Linked DNA regions of Triticum aestivum: region 2 is linked to region 1. The links are chromatin contacts, called in public Hi-C maps. All regions are on one chromosome and are shown on one strand. Each heading gives the region's core, a stretch centred on a gene start, on an enhancer-like site or on the middle of the called end of the contact. The rest is flanking DNA. Distances are from core to core; before and after follow the strand shown. Region 1 has its middle 15 kb from the start of LOC123068026. Region 2 holds the start of LOC123066860.

Region 1 (4,946 bases), core at 721-3,220:
TACTGTATGTTTCTTCCAGTTCTCTGGCGTCTTCCCTTAAAAGAAGTCCATGGTGGAGGATGCATCCTGAGGGGAGGGGAGGAGCTCGTCGGCTAGTGCAGGTTGAGGAGGAGATGCTGGGCGGGGCGGGGCGAGGAAGACATATGCATACGACACGGCGGCGGAGGAAATCGCGGCGGGCCCGCAACAAACAAGGTCGGGCGAGTAGTGAAATACATGTAATAATTGGGTGGGAGCTTGACTGCTAGATGGCGAGGAGAAGAAAGGAAGACAAACGACCTACCTACGGGGCCGGGAGGAAGAACACGTACAGGGCGTCATCTGTGGTAAAAAAAATTCTTCTTTTAGAAAAAAAAACATGCACGTACCGCTCGTTTCTTTTTCTATAATATTATTATAATGAGATGAGAAAAATAAAAAATGAAAGGGGTTCGTTTTGCTGGTTGGTTTACCGCGTTTTCGTCTCGCATCGCTCGATTCTTATTTGTTGTTTGCTTCGCGCCGAACAAGGAATAAAACGATGCATGCGTCGTCTATAGTCAACCAATCATATCTTTAGAAGTGGGTGACTGACGAAAACAACAGCTCCGACATGATGTACGTTGTCGGGTTCGGAGGCATGGGGAAGACCACCGCAGCTAGCCAGTAAGCACTTCAAACTGTGAATTGGCCATTCTTCTCTGGTTTCCAGGCAATGAAATCATCCCCAAAACGCGGACATAGCCATATACGACAAATAGCTTGGACATCCACAGGCAAGAAGAACAGATTCAAACGGGACAAGTCCACATGTTGCCTCGGACCGGTTTGTGATGGAAGTCTCAAAAGGACCCGTTGGCAAATCTCAGCTTCTTGGATGAGATTTAGATCTCCAAAATTAGAAAGCGAGAGTCGGCTCACACAAACACTATGAAAACCGGCGTTTGTGCTCACGAGGGAAAGCATTGAACACACGGGTGGAGAGACCGCGTAAATTCATTGAGCCTTTTCTCCTTGTACTGCTCATTCAAGGTACAAGTAGTGGTAAAAAAACAACGCAAAGACAGGTTTCATGTCATGATTCTAATAAGTAATAGCTTGAACATGACCCAAATAGACTCAGCACCGGACAGTCTCCGGACATGGGACACACAGCAAGGCACACAGGTTGCTCCTTGTTGTTTATTCGCATACGATTGTAATAACATCTTATATCATGAGACGCATGGAGTAACATACAAATACAATCGTGCATTTCGGTATCTTTATATCGGCAGCGAACGCTCAGTGCTCAGTGACAAATAACTAAATTACTCTTGAGCGGCATACTTGTATTCCCGTTCTTGGCATAGATTGCTTCCATCCTACTTCGGAGGATAGCGCGGGAGCGGCCCCGGCCGCACCTGGTAGGAAGGGGACGCCCAGGTTCCCCTCACACCGTCTCGCTTCACGTTGCTTAAATCACCTGCAGCATTAGACATGCGGGACATCACCTTAGACATTCGAAAAAAATCACTATTTTCGAACAAAAAAGAGAGGGGGTCGAGAGTTGATACATACCTCTGGCGGCAAGCACGGCCTGTGCGACGAACGCAAGCGAGGCGAGCACCACGCACAGGAGCGCAGCCAAGTTCCTGACGAGAGCCATAGTTGAAGCCTGAAGGAAGGAAGGGTGCGTGTGTTACTTCTGTGCTTGGAGAAGCTAATGTGCACAGCTGCGCTGCACCGATGCCGTATTTATACCCGTGCGATGGTAGCTGGTACCCGTGTGCATACAGCTCGATCGGCATGCGTAGACGAGTCAAAAGCCAGTACGTAGAAATGTAGCGGTGGAATTTGTCCGCAGACTCTGCAGTCCATGTCGGCTACGTTTCAGCTGAGCGGCCGTCGTTGAACGAACAAAAGTCAGCGTTTGTTTTCTTGACCATCCCGAGCAAGAGGGAAGCTCTGCCTTCCTATATATGGTACCCATCGACTACCGAGTCCTGGTAGGTGGGTGCAGCTTGCATGCAACAAGAGCCTCTCGGCATCTTTGACTTTTCTTTCTATTGCATGACTGAATGAGGTATTTTTTCCGTAAACTAATATAAAAGCGTTTATAGAGTGGTATTTGGTTGATTATTGTAAGGGAAACGATCGTAGCCGGCCGACCGGCTAACATTTCGGCCGGTCAAAGGCCACACGTTCGCTCCCAGGCGCATCGTGCGTCCTGCAACAGGCTCCCTCGTGGGCCCCGTAACCGCTTAATCTCATTATCTTTTTCTTTCTCCCCCCGAATCACTCTCCTCCACTCATTTCCTTCGCCTCCTTTTCTCATTCTCCTTATCTTCTCAATCGAAGCCATCTCTCTTCCCCGGTGGCCTCCTCCTCCTCTCTCTCCATCTCCCATCTTTCTTCCCGTGGAGCTCCAGAAGCCACTGCCCCTTTCCCGTGGAGATGAGGGGGCAAAGGTGCTGCGCCTGGTACCCGTCTGTGCTGGAGAAGACGTGAACTGGAACCGGCGATCTGTGACTCTTTTGCTGCAACTGGCTGAATTTTTTTGCTTGAACCGGCAGAGCGTTTTGCTACTGCGCTGATGAAGGGAGGGCGACGATCGCGAGCTGCAACCCTCATTTTTTTTGCTGCAGCCGGTGATCTGGGTTGTTGGATCCGGCGAGCTGGATTGCTGGAACCAGCACCCACGAGCAATTTGTTGTTTCCTAAACAAGTCTTTTTTGCTGGAACAAGTGTTTTCTTTTGCTGGAACTAGCAATTCTTTTCCTACATTGTTTCTTTTGCTACAATCTAACCGCTAGAGTCTTCCTGCTGAACTAGCGGTTTTTTTTTGCTGGAACTAGCAAACTTTTTTGCTAACAATCTTTCTTTCTATTGCTACAATCAAACCGGTGGAGTGTCCCTGCGGAGTCTTTTTTTGCTGGAACCAGCTTTTATTTTTGCTGGAACTAGCAAATTTATTTGCTACAAATCAACCACCGAAGTTCTCCCAGTTGATGATTTTTGCTGGAAAAATGTCTTTTTTTGCTGGAACATTATAATGTTTTTGCTTCAACCGATCAGTAAGGATTTGCTGCTTTTGGATCTACTTTGTTGGACCCAACGGAGCCAGGCGACGGCCACGGCGAGCCGGAGGCAGATTATGCTGGGGATGCCTCAATTACGGCGCCCCCGCGCTGGATCCGGCCTTTTTAGAGCTGCATCCATGGTGAATCGCTCCTGGGATCAATTGGTGGCCATGATACAATCCAGACGGCCATGGCGGCGGGACCTCGCCGGAGCTTGTCGGGCACGACAGAACCACGAGGAGGAGGAGGAGGACGGGGGGTGGTGTGCTCGTGGGGAGCACGTGGAGTCGTGGATCCCCTTTTTTTTACTCGCGAGCAGTGCGAGGGAAGAAGATGACGTGGGAAGGACCGAATCCAACGGGTGCGTACGAATAGATCGGGTGGTTGTGCGCGGACCGGCGCCTATCATCGCCCTAATAGTAAACGCTACTGAGGCGTGGGCTTGGCCGGTTGTGTCCGTAGCTCCACTAGCGACAGGAACAGCTTTTGTTTTTTCGTTCACTCATTTCCCTCCTCTTGACTCTATTATTCTTTTTGAAACCCGTGTAAAAACTTTGAATATTGTTTGGAATACCAAAAAATGTTTTGTTTTCAAATATGGTTTACAATTTTATACCCGTGCGCTGGTAGCTGTGCCAAGTGCGGCCAGTGTGAATACAGCTCGATCGGCATGCGTGGACGAGTCAAAAAAGCTACTACTTCCTCCGTTCCTAAATATTTGTTTTTTTAGAAATTTTAAATGGACTACCACATATGAATGTATATAGACATATTTTAAAGTGTAGATTTACTCATTTTACTTCGTATGTAGTCACTTGTTGAAATCTTAAAAAAAACAAATATTTAGGAAGGAATGGAGTAGTACGTACTAGAAATGTAGTAGCACTAGCGGTAGAATTTGTCAGCAGATTTTGCAGACTCTGGCGGATACACTTGAGCTGAGCGGCAGTCGTTCCAAGAACAAAAGTCAGCGTTTGGATGAGCCTGGGCCGTCCTTTCTTGACCATCCGCAGCAAGAGGGAAGCTTGAATGCAACAAGAGCCTCTGGCCATCTTTGACTTTTCTTCTTTCTGTAGCATAACTGAATGAGGTATTTTGGTTGATAATAGTAAACGCAGGTTACGGTTTATTAAAATAGAAAGAAATTGAGATTTTTACTCATGTCTTCTATATGCATTTAGATAAGCATATCCATGTCTTCTATATGCATCTGGATAAATCTATTATCACTTCTGCTTCGATACATGCCTCATATAAGGACGGCTCAAATTAGTCCATACCTCTTCATAAGAAAGGGCATGATGGTCATATTTTATAAATTCTTCGCCGGCCGTATACGCAGACCCCAATCCCTATTTGTTGCTTTAAGGGTTTTGCGCAACTTGGTTCACACCCGCTCGCTGTCCTTGGATTGGCCCGTTTAGTTATTTTTTTACTTTTTTCTAACCTTCAACAAATACGCGAGTGTTGCATAATGGGGGAGATTTGAACTTGAGACCTCCACGTTCAGTCCTATAGGCACTACCCACTACGCCAGATTACTTTGTCCTGTTTTTTTTGTCTTTTTATCTTTTGTGGCAAATGTAACATGTATCATTTTCTTTTCTGGTTTTTTGTTCTCTTTGGCCGTTTATTCTATGACTTTTTCTTTCCTTTTCAAATTTTTATTTATTTCTTTTCTTTTCTTAATTCGCAAACTTTTCTTCAAATTAGTGAACTTTTTCAGTTATTGTGAACTTAAAAAAAATCATGAACTATTTTTGAACTGCATGAACTTTTTATCAAAATCGATGAACTTTTTTAAAATCCATAATCTATTGTCAATATCCGGTGAGTTTTTTTTTAATTACTCAAAAAAAATCAAAATTGCTGAAATCTTTTCGAATTCGTGGTTTTTTTCTGAAA
Region 2 (4,946 bases), core at 1,773-4,272, 170 kb before region 1:
GCTAAGCTGATCTGAGCTGCATTCTGAACTGTTTATCCATGCGTTAACTTTCGATACTCGAACCATAAATACCAAGCTGCAGTAGCCACCGTTTCTCTCAGCTTTGGTAGTCCCAACACAAGAACCTCATTCTCTGGAAGAAAGAGTCAATGCTACCTATTAATTTACGAGGGATTGTTACCTAGTGAACCAAAAGAAACGACGGTCTGAAAGAAAAAGAACGAATCATATTTTGCACTTACCAGCGGCATAGGGGGCCATTAATGCGAACTCTAGGGGCAATTCCACGACGTACGACAAGAAGCACTGCGTGCTTTATTACTAGAAAAAGATTGGATGAAATCATATTTAGATATGACATAGTTATGTCACATTTAGATGAGCCCTAAACATACTCTTACGTAAAATCTAAACTTAGAGCATCTCAAATAGATGCTGTAGATGAAAATCTAAAGTTCGAGCATCTCAAATAGATGATGTGGATGCAAAAATAACTAACTTTTGCATCTTCAATGCCTAAAAATCCCTCTCAACAGATGATGTAGAAGCAAAAAATATTACATCTCTGCCTTTCGAAGATGTAAAATGCAACACCTGATAGTGCAAATTTGCATCTCCACCTACATGAGATGTAAATTTGATAGCCGCATGCCAACCGCCCAACTACCTTCTGCCCGCTTCTGCGCGACCGCCGGCCGCCTGTTTGACTACGCCACTGGCTAATTTCGCCCAAAATTGACACCGCCGCCGCCACCGCTCACCCGCCCCGCTGCCACTCTGCCCTCCTTTCCCCGCTGCCTACCTCGCCGTACTAGCGTCGGCTATCCCCCGCAGCTGCTAATTCGATTCAGCTACCACTTTGAATCGAAGCTTCGCCGAAGGTCCAACTGCCAAAATGGCTTCCACGGCGCGATCGTGGACGGTCTGGTCTTGTTCCTAGCCTCAACCCACCGCCGGAGGTAGAAAAGGCGCTCCACGCCGCCCGCCCGCATCCGCCATTCTTCCCATCGCGTGAAGCCAACCGCCCGCACTGTCGAGCCCCCGCCGCCCGCACCGTCGAGCCCCCGCCGCCCCTCCGACGCTTCTTCGCCTTGAATTGCCATTCCTCTACCGCCACGATCGGCGCCGCCGCGGTCCCGATTCACAACCCCCGTTGCCCCTTCGTCGTCCCACGCACAACCGCCACGGCCCCGCCGCCGACTATCTTTTACATCTCCATTTTGCATCGAGTTGCTTTTTTCCATCTCGAAGCGGCCTATTTTTTACATCTCCATTTTGTATCATCTATTGGAGTTGCTTTTTTCCATCTCGAATATACATCATCTGTTGGAGTTGTCCTTTTTTGAGATGTGAAGATGTAAATTTTTACATCTCCTATTTCACATCTCCAAATTTGTAGGAGATGCTCTTAAGATTACGAGTGTAGCATTGCTTTACCAAACCAACAAAAAAACTGCGGAGGAAAACTTATCCAACACTAATAATTAATCATAGCATTATTCAAAGCCACGATGTTAGTGTGTTGTTTGAATCTGACAAGTACAATACACATATTCGTGGGCAGATCCTACGTCTGTACATGCTCAAGTTTAGGAGAATGAAGTTTTTCTTTTGCTATAACGACTCGCATAACTTCAGAAAACAGAGAACCAGAGCCGCGGATACACACAGACGGAGGCCATTTTGCGGTGCCACCTCACGCCGTCAAACGGGCACCGCGGCAGCGAGCCACGCCATGGCGGGGCCGGCGAGGCGCGTGGCGCGCGGGAGGACGCGCGGGAGGACGGCCCGCGCCACGCCCGGGAGCATGGGGTACGTGAGCACGCCCAGCAGGAACCAGTTGAGGCTCAGCAGCGCCACGGCGCCGTCGGAGGCGGCGGACGCCGGCGGCGGGACGCGGCGGCCCGCGGGCGCGCGGAAGAGGCGCGACACGCTGCACATGGACATGGCCACCACGGCGACGAGCCCCGCGAGAAGCGGCAGGCACGGCCCGTCCGCCGACCACGCGATCCCGCCCACCGCCAGCGACATGCCGAAGCTGAACAGGCTCCGCCGCCGCGCCGTCGCCCGCAGAAGCCGGGCCTGCGCCTCTGACGGTGGGAAGGCGTCGATGTCGCCGGGTTTGAAGACCACGGGCCGGTCCTTCTGAGCTGCCGCGTCTTCTTCCTCTTCTTCTTGGCCTTCCCACGCCCTCGGTTCACCAGCCTTCTTCTTGCCCCCGCCACTTCCAGCCACCGCCACCGTGGCCGCCGTGGCCGTGGCCGCCGCCTTGTCCCACACGGACTTGCCTCTCTGCTCCTTGAGCCGCATGTTCTCCTTCTTGAGCGCCTTGAGCTGCAGGCACAGACGCCAAGCACAAAATTAGCGAATCCCCCCAATGGCGAATCGATGGATTCGGCTCTGCTCGTACATGGCTCTCGAGTTGGTCAATCCTGGCGAAGGCGTCCTCGTTCTCCTCCTCCATCTCGTCGAGGATGTCCTCCATGGTCGCGTTCTCCTTGAGCGCCGTCCGCAGCCGCTGCTCCAGGTCCCTGTTCTCCCACACCACCCGCTCCATCTGCCCCTGCATCTCCCCCACCAGCCGCTCCAGCTGCCCCAGAAAGAAGAAAACCGCAGGAATCAGAGCTAGCCGAGCGAGGGCGGACCAGCCGGCGGACGGCGGCTTAGGTGGTCACCTTGCGCTCCCTGTCGGCGGCGGCGAGGAGGCGCACGGGGAAGGTGAGGAAGGTGACGGCCCACACCATGGCGTCGCAGAAGAGGAGCATCGGGAGCCGGACGGCGGCCACGGCCAGGCCCCGGAACGCGCGAGCGCCGCACGCCGCGACGGAGCAAGGCGAAGAAAGCATGCGCGAAGGAGGATCTCAGCTCAGGCTCAGCTCTGCTCGGGTCAGGCCGGGCGCCACCATTCTCTGACACGCTCCACTACCTAGCTAGCCGGCCACCCTCGCCACGCCACTCTTGGTACTTCGGGCGAAAAAGATAAGCACTGACACGCACGCCGGCCGTGTCGTGGAGCTGGACATGGAGAGGGGTTTGGTTGAGAGTTCCAGGCGGGGACAGAGACTGAGTGAGGAGTGAGCGCGTGCCGCGCTGTCGGCTAAGGCGACACGTGCGCCTCGAGTGGCTGCACACGTGCGGCTAGCGGTGTCGCTGGCCGCCGCGTCACCGCGCCGGGCGTCGGCCACGGTAGGGAGGAGCGGTCGTTTGCCATCCCTATCCGTAGCGAGACGTGGGCGCCTAGCTAGACTGCAGCTACTGCTCTATCTCCTCGGGATAAAATTCTACGAGACCCGGTTTTACAGATCATCACGTGAGACGTGCCCCGGTAGATGACACGTGGCCTCCACGATCTCAAAGCACCAACACCACTTTGCCATTTTATCATTTCCAATCGTGATTGCAAATCCTACATCTCAACAGGTACGTACACAAATGACCACGGCTTTGAGATGGCATCGCCGCGTGTCATTCATCAGCGGGTCTCGCGGGTTGGTATGTGAGACCAGATCCATCGGATCTCAGGGGCAACACGTGAGATCTGCTCCTGTTGAGTATTATGATTATTAAAAAAGATATGATTGTACGATTTTATTCTACTTTATCTTATACTTCAAGTTGGTCATTATATTTCCAATACATGAACACATTGCGTCTACGTGTACGTTATCAATCCGAAACCAAACATCACCAGTGACAGGTCACAATATGATGTTTAACAGGTAGTGGGCATGTTCTTGCGCAGGGTGTTGACGATGCAGATGAACTTTATGGGGTCCCCGACCTGGCCCATGGTCCGATGCTCCATGGGTTAGATGTGTCTATCCAAGTAACGTCCTCGGCGCATTCGCTATTGTGCTTAAGGGCATCTTAGAACCTACTACTTTAGAAGCTTTTGCAGTTTGGGAATCAATGGCACTAGCGGAGGATCTTAACTTGCAAGCTATTCACGTGGCAACAGATTGTCATTTTTTATGATCGTGTCGTGCTTATACTCCATCATCGGGTTTTGCGTAAAGGGAGTGGCACAATTTTTTAATGGCACGACATTGTATAAAATAGTACTAGTAAAGCTACAGTTCAGGAACATGTTATAGAAGAGATGCAATTGAATTAAAATTGTCGTTCTTCATCCTACACATTTAGCCCAGCGCAGATCTATGAATCAACAAGGATTCTTCACTTCAATGCAGGTAAAGTAAACATACATACAAACTAGTGGCTACCATTATTTAACTGAGCATGCCTCACAATTTTTTTTATCTCAATGCTGCATTAGAAAATCGCAGCTGTCATGTATATCAACACCATCTCATCCTAACTCAGTCGTTGTCACCTCAATAGCAACGACAGTAGGAAACAGGATCATCTTCAACTCATCTTGCAAATGACAATGACCCTAAACCCAAATGGATATTGGTCCAATGATTCAAATCCAATAAAGAGCAACTAAATTCGGAAGCATATCCAATAGAAGCAGAAATTTACATGATCTACTCACACCATTTGTCAAATGCTATTAGCAACCTCATGTGAAATTGGTCAGATAGAAACAACATCATTCCAACATGACAGTAGCAGCACCAGCCCCTACATAACAAAATGGAGCCTACATCCATAATACCAGGCAACTCCGGTCTCCGCTACCTCATCATGTTTCTCCAGTTATCCATCACATTCACCTACAAGACACAACCATTTAGGGCTTTATGAAAGATTAGTAAACAAAAAAACTTCAGTGTCAATTCAACCAATAAAAACATCAGGATTGTGGATCAAAATATCCTTCTAGTTGCTGCTTCAAAACCTTCATGAGAAACATCTGGTGAGAGGTGGTAAGAATCTGCTACCAACCATAAGAAGAGAACCATAAGAAGAGCATCAAGTGAGCACGGCAAAAGAAAATGGAAGTGAGTGTCAACTAAGTGGGACAAAGGAGGATGTGCGAC

The links. A called contact is a pair of places that touch in the nucleus more often than the background predicts.
Region 2: a contact with region 1 is called in a Hi-C map of leaf, with 4 times the contacts expected there. The contact joins the promoter of LOC123066860 here to the enhancer-like site in region 1. A contact is called at or near these places in 2 of 5 Hi-C or Micro-C datasets (both in leaf) and 1 of 1 datasets of contacts at active chromatin or transcription factors (leaf).

What each region holds. Positions count from the first base shown.
Region 1 is chr3B:822,645,400-822,650,345 of IWGSC CS RefSeq v2.1, reverse strand. No RefSeq gene overlaps it. Among protein-coding and RNA genes, the nearest start is that of LOC123068026, 15 kb to the right of the region's middle. Within about 2 kb of position 1,970, at least 5 of the 8 cell types and tissues checked have an H3K27ac peak or open chromatin away from gene starts, as enhancers often do. A contact at or near this core is called in leaf, where this site is marked.
Region 2 is chr3B:822,816,030-822,820,975 of IWGSC CS RefSeq v2.1, reverse strand. It overlaps LOC123066860, which reads right to left and starts at 3,022. Exons shown (of 3, transcript XM_044489856.1): 1 at 2,676-3,022; 2 at 2,411-2,590; 3 at 1,482-2,334. The coding sequence starts at 2,846. The coding sequence ends at 1,705.